2 separate regions of the Gasterosteus aculeatus genome follow, and region 1 is linked to region 2. Evidence: chromatin contacts called from public Hi-C data. All regions are on one chromosome and are shown on one strand. Each heading gives the region's core, a stretch centred on a gene start, on an enhancer-like site or on the middle of the called end of the contact. The rest is flanking DNA. Distances are from core to core; before and after follow the strand shown. Region 1 overlaps klf12b (Kruppel like factor 12b). Region 2 holds the start of commd6 (COMM domain containing 6).

What was found. Hi-C and Micro-C count contacts between places; a contact is called where the count stands out from the background.
Region 1: a Hi-C map of skeletal muscle shows a contact between it and region 2, with 7 times the contacts expected there. The contact joins the enhancer-like site here to the promoter of commd6 in region 2. A contact is called at or near these places in 2 of 6 Hi-C or Micro-C datasets (both in skeletal muscle).

The regions. Positions count from the first base shown.
Region 1 is chr16:3,077,162-3,080,230 of fGasAcu3.hap1.1, forward strand. klf12b (Kruppel like factor 12b) reads left to right here. Exons shown (of 6, transcript XM_040201084.2): 6 at 1-1,022. It overlaps klf5b (Kruppel like factor 5b), which reads right to left. Exons shown (of 4, transcript XM_040201080.2): 4 at 2,230-3,069. Among protein-coding and RNA genes, the nearest start is that of klf5b, 5.9 kb to the right of the region's middle. Within about 2 kb of position 1,515, at least 2 of the 9 cell types and tissues checked have open chromatin away from gene starts, as enhancers often do.
Region 2 is chr16:2,991,702-2,994,716 of fGasAcu3.hap1.1, forward strand. It overlaps commd6 (COMM domain containing 6), which reads left to right and starts at 1,385. Exons shown (of 8, transcript XM_040200711.2): 1 at 1,385-1,508; 2 at 1,597-1,677; 3 at 2,577-2,635. The coding sequence starts at 1,653. uchl3 (ubiquitin carboxyl-terminal esterase L3 (ubiquitin thiolesterase)) reads right to left here and starts at 90. Exons shown (of 8, transcript XM_078090790.1): 1 at 1-90.

The DNA of each region.
Region 1 (3,069 bases), core at 265-2,764, 86 kb after region 2:
AGACAGGGTGTGTGTGATATTTCCCTCCAGTATCTCTCTCCTCATTTCAATGCATAATTTTGTAACGGCAACCAGGGTCAAAGTTATGCAATAATAATGAATAGTGCCTCATATTGCAAAACTCGTAACATCAGCTGCTCTCTGCAGAGTTAAGATTTTCTTTCAACGCGTGTGCTTAGACGAATAAACATCCGATGGGAAAAGCATCAATTTTTGGACAAAAAGAACAGAAGACGCACATAGGACATTATGCAAGTGGGACCTTTAATGTTTAAACTTTCTCCTCCCACAGAGCCTTACGCCATCGTGTCCAATGCAGCGTCCTCCCACTAAACACGCTCACGTGGTTGCTTTTCTCGCAATAAGTCCCCCCCCCCCCCCCTCCCAGGGGGGCGGACCGAAGAGTCGAAGGCCTCTCGATGCTTCAGCTCCGTCCCGTCCATTGAACACGGAGGACGGCGAGGAGATCCCAAGTACACACTTCTCTATTGGTTCCATATCTATTTTGAACTTTCTGTTGTAACATCTGCTTCTGATTTCCTGGTTTTGAAGGTTTAAGTAGTGAAGCCTATGTTTTTTCCAAGTTTGCTGATATTACGTACAGTAATTGTTGTTCCCGTATTTATGTAAAGTGAGTGTAGTGTAAATATATTCAGATCTTTTCATTCTTACCGGGGGAAAAAACATTTAAAAAATATTCTGAAATAAATGTGATGATGCTCGGCGCCGCTTCAAATGGAGATTCTGCTCACAGAATTCCACATCTGTAAAATTTGTAATCCTGATATTTTTCAAAAATTCAAGAACAGGTGTCCTTTTTCCTTTCTTTTTGTTGTTTACTGTTACGCTTTTTCTTTTTTCTCTCCAAGAGTTGTTGAAGTATCCAGTCAGTGTTTTGCCTTTTTTCTCTCTGTATTTTTTCATATGGATGGAGCTGTGAAATTAAAATAAGTTCAAACATATACATGTATATTAATATGAATGGAGGCATGAAGGTTAATAAAGTTGCATTTTGTATGTAACACACTGGCGTGGGAGCTGCTTGCTGCCTGCGAGCTGAGACGGGTGGAATGTGGTCTCTGACATCCGAGTCCTGCGCTCACGTTCCGCGGCATCCAGGAACCTAATCTTGGTATCAAGGGGGACGTTTGCACTTCTGCATGTTATATACGGCACAGTAGCTCGTAGGCTGAGTGCAGTACATCCACTACTTATTTTTACATCCTGAATTCACAAAGAACCTTCTGTTGGTGTAATATCGCATTGCTTTGTATTTTTAAGAGGCGGTGTGTAGTGGTGACAGCTCCGCTCTGTCCGCCGCTTCTCCAATAACTGGATCTGGATGAATGTTTCTGTCAGCCGGTGATTGCAACAACGGGGGTTTCAATTCCCAACCCGCTTAGCATGTACGGCGTGCACTACATCACGCGTGTGATTAATGGCTCACGGGGCCCGTGTGCTGAAGGAGCAAAGCGAAGAAGCACGTTAGTGGATAGCAGTGATGGTAAAAGAGTCTCCGCGGGGGAAACGTCCTGCGCACGCAGGACAAGCTCAGACAACTTCTCTGCTGTGAGCCGTGACTCACGTCAGGGACACTTTCCAAAATAATCAGCCAACAAAAAGAAGATGTCACGCTTCAAAATTGTGGACGATGCGAAGAAGTGCACCGAGGGCGCCTTGCTGATCGCGCGTTGCACAAGGATCCCCGAGCAGACAAAGGCCACCGGGCCACAGGAAACAAGCTTAGGGGGAACCTTTTTCATCCAAATCACAGAAACATTGGTCAGGTTTTGTACAATTGAAGAGCACATTTTGCACACCAGAAGGTCAACAGGTGCTGGTTAGAGTAGGAGAATATCCAGAGAAGACGTTAACAAAAACCCCGTCATAACCCAGTGACTAAATACTAAATATCTGTGGATGCAGCAATTTTGGTCTTCTCAGTTCAAATATTTAACTCCAACCTTACAAAGAATTGTTATGCAATTCTTCTTTCTTGATATTCATAAAATATAATGACAAAATGACAAAGAATGCCAGATCTGTTTCATATCCGTGCCGGCCAGGGGTCGACCTCTAACAACAAGCGGCTGGTGTGTTAAATTGCTGTAGAGGTGTCAAACATTACCGTAGTCATAATCCTTTAGTCAGCACATTTAATATGGAAGACAGTCATAATTTACAAAAAACGTTTAAAAAGATACAAATAAAAAGTCACATTCAAAAAGCTATATTCAACACATACTTTTATTTGGAGTGTGAGGGCTGCATTGGCTTTGTGGCACATTTTGCTCGATTTGTGCGACATCGTATGAAGCTGTGACACAATGCTACTGTCAAAATATATACGAGTCTATATCTATTTTAAAAGTATTGCAACAATTCTCTGGCACATCTTGCGATGGAGAAAGTGATATGCTGAGTATCAAATTATAGAATATTGTTAGCCTATGTAAAATATTAATAATAATATTTAACATTCCCTGCTATTAAAGAAAAATGTTTAAAATCTTTATCCACCCAAACTCAATCAATGGATTGTATCCTTTAACAGCAGATACAAATATATATAAATACACAACAAACAAATGAGAGATTTAGTTCAACCTCAATCAGATCCAAAAGAATGTTGGTGATGAATACAGATGGCTACGTGTTGGTAATTAGGGGCGACACCCATATCATTCAATTATGTACCTGATAAAAGAATACTGTCCCAAGAGGGACGCTTGGTTTTTCAACCGTCCCTCCCCCCAAAATAACAAAGAAATGAGTTAAAGGCACTTTAAAGGTTGCTTTGGATACGTGGATGGCGGCCAAAGAAACTAAAAGCTAGAGACAGAAGTTCAGACCGGCAGGTGCTCGGTCTCAGTCTGAAAAACAAAACTACCACGTCCCTTTGAAACCTTTCACGTAGGAAATATGATAATCCCATATAGGAAGGAAGCGACCCCCAGTTTGCAACGGATTACGGTCAAGCGAGCGAGCCTGGATTCGTCCCATCGTGACGGCTGCTGCTGCTCCTCCGAATCAACTCGGGTCCAAAGACGCCCCGTCAACATAAGTCAA
Region 2 (3,015 bases), core at 135-2,634:
CTACTTTCCTGCCAACAAAGAACTACACCGCTGAAACTGATTTGCCCGAATGTGTTTGACAGCTCACATTCACTTCCGCGTGAGGAGAGTCGCCCCTCGCATTTATACAATATGCAGGGGTTCCTTCTCCTTCATAAACCTGAACTACAACACGCTTAATACTTTACGCCTTACAGATACAAGGTACGTGCTCTATAAACATCCTTGTTTTCTCTTTTACTACCGTAGATACTTGTGTCATGGGTCTTTCTCTGCAATAAAAAAATATTTTAAAATGTGCCTCCCACACTACCCGAAAAGTGGATCATTCCAGAGTCGCAGGCATCTTTTAGACTTTGGAAAGACTTCATACGGGATTTAGTGGCCCCAGTCCCGTTCAGCTCTTCATAGAGCAACACCTCGCCCTAGCTATTAACAATGGTCGTGTTTCCAGTCTTATTTATTGATAATGTTTATTCGATAATGATGAGGAAAAATGAAGATAAAAAAAATCTTCCAACTGGGGATCCCGTTCAATTCCTCGTGGGGTTGTACTTATTACCGTTGCCGCTAAGAGGCGCTGTTATCCTGTATTCGCATGGTCGTCCATGACTGCTCTGAATAAAATAGCCTTCAGATTATTCATTCAACATTCTTCATGTGTGGCCAACAACACCTTTAAATGGCTTTTGTAAGTATCCCCAGCAAACCTGAGCAGCTTTATACTTTTATAAGTTAATCTCACAAGCAAATACTGTGCTTTTTATTCCACTACATTGGTCTAACTATAGTTACTTTACATTACATGTCATTCAGCTGACACTTTTATTCAAAGCGACTTACAATACATGCATTTGAACCATGAGGATACAAACCCAGAAGAACAAGAAACAAGAAAGTGCAATTTCATCAAATACGCCGTTTACAACTTGCTATAGATACGAGCCATTATAAGTCCATTAAAGTTACAATACTACAATTTGTTTTGTATTTTTTAGTCAAGGTAGAATCTGAATAGGTGTGTCTTTAGTTTGCGGCTTCGTACGCCTCAAAATAAGTATGTATTACTTAAAAGGCTGATTATATACTTCAGCTAAAAAGTCAAATTCTTAGGAGTATTTCTAATTACAGTTGTGGACTGACCTGAGAATCGGAAAGATAGAAAAATCGACTGGAGCCAGGTCAATAAAAATATACTCAATACTTCAATACACTTTCCACAAAATTACATTGCTAATAAAACTTCTAATACTTTAAGGCCTATTTTGTACTTAAAAATAAGGCTGTATTTACACCCAACTTAAATCCATAATATGTTATAAATATGTGATTAATTTTGAATTACTACTGTACATTCATAAAGTAACATATGTTTTATTTTTCTCTTATTTTGGCCAAGGTGTAATGTTTTGTGCAGCCCAAACCTCATAGCGGACGATGTGCCTCCCGGGCAGCAGGGGGCGCTGCGCACCGTCACACTGGTTGCGAAAAGAAAACAAACAGAAGAGGAGCACGACCGATTGTTTTGAGTGAGACGACCTTTCGCTGCACAGAAATTCCCTCGGCGTTTTTAAGGGATACTGACATACGTTTATTATATATCGTTTTGTTTGACAGAAGTTGAAGTTGGCGCACGGCTCGGCGGTGTAACGTGGACTTGTCAGAGAGAGAAGATGCCTGCAGCAGAGGAATCCTATGGTGAGTTTCCATCTCCATCCTGTTACTCTACACAAGCCTTACAGTGCTTTCATCAGATTACAGTTTCACTACAGAGGAATATACGCTTCTTCCATACGTGGATTTAGCATCGTTAGTTTAACACGGTAGTTCGTAAACGTTTCCATGTATAACGAATCATAACGTTATCCCAAACCCAAACACGTCTTCTCCAGTACCGTACCCGCTATAACGTTACACAGGCATTTTACATTCATTATATTCTGGCAGCTGTGCTATGTAAAAAAACAAAAACAGGCTTTAACTTGTTTCACTAGTTGCGGATCAATAACCCATCCGTGTATTGGGCGGGCGGCCATCTTTGTTTTGATTCTCTGCGATCGGAACGGCAGCATTTGATGACGTCACCACTCGCCAATGAATTTAATTCATTTTGACTATCAAACCAGATGTTAACCAAGGTTTTGATTTTTTTGAGTGAGATGTGTGTGCGTATACACTTTAGTCCAAAAACTGCAATGTTCCATTTAAAAATAAATGCAAAGTAAATAAATAAAGCAAAGTGTTTCTTAAAGAAACTCCACGATATTGAAATCATTATGTCCTGTGACAACTTTCTTGTAATTTAGAAGAATTTTATTTAAAAAATATTTGTGTTTATTCCTTTTTCAAATGCTGTGTTGCCTTATGAGCTGTAACTCGTTATCGTTTGGCGTCTTCGTTCATGTCCCATATTACGTTAACTGAGTACGAGACAATTATTTCTACGAGATGTTCTAGTCCAAAGAAGGCTGATATGGTCACACTGACATACTTGCATTAGTTTAGTCATGGAGGAATCATTTGCGTTTTTAGTTGCAATTATTATATATATATAACATCAGACTGAGAGCGTGACTTTCTTCATTTCTGTACTTCAGGTGTCAACAAAGTCGTGGACCACATCTGCCAGCTTCCTCCACATCTGTTGACGGAAGCAGTGAGTACATGCGATCGTTCTCTTTGTTCGTGTTGCATGCAGGCCCGAAAGGGGTTTGTTATTATTTATTAACCAAATAGTAAGAACCAGGTGTAGAGCAAAGCATAAGAGGAGCACGAGTCACACGTTGTGTGGTTATTGTCGGTCCTGCCACAGATATAAATATCGTAATGGGCATAAATGTAGAGCAGCATCTCTCTCTGCGCTTCCTCTCGCCGTGTTTGCCACAGCTCGAAGTTGTGGCGGAGCAAACCTCTCAGTGGGATTCGACGAGTGGATGTTAAATACAATACAATGGTGCTCGTTGTCGGGCTATTAGCGGCCGCGCTCTGCACGAGCTGCACAGGATGTGGCGTCGTCGCCATGGAGGCTTCGCTGCA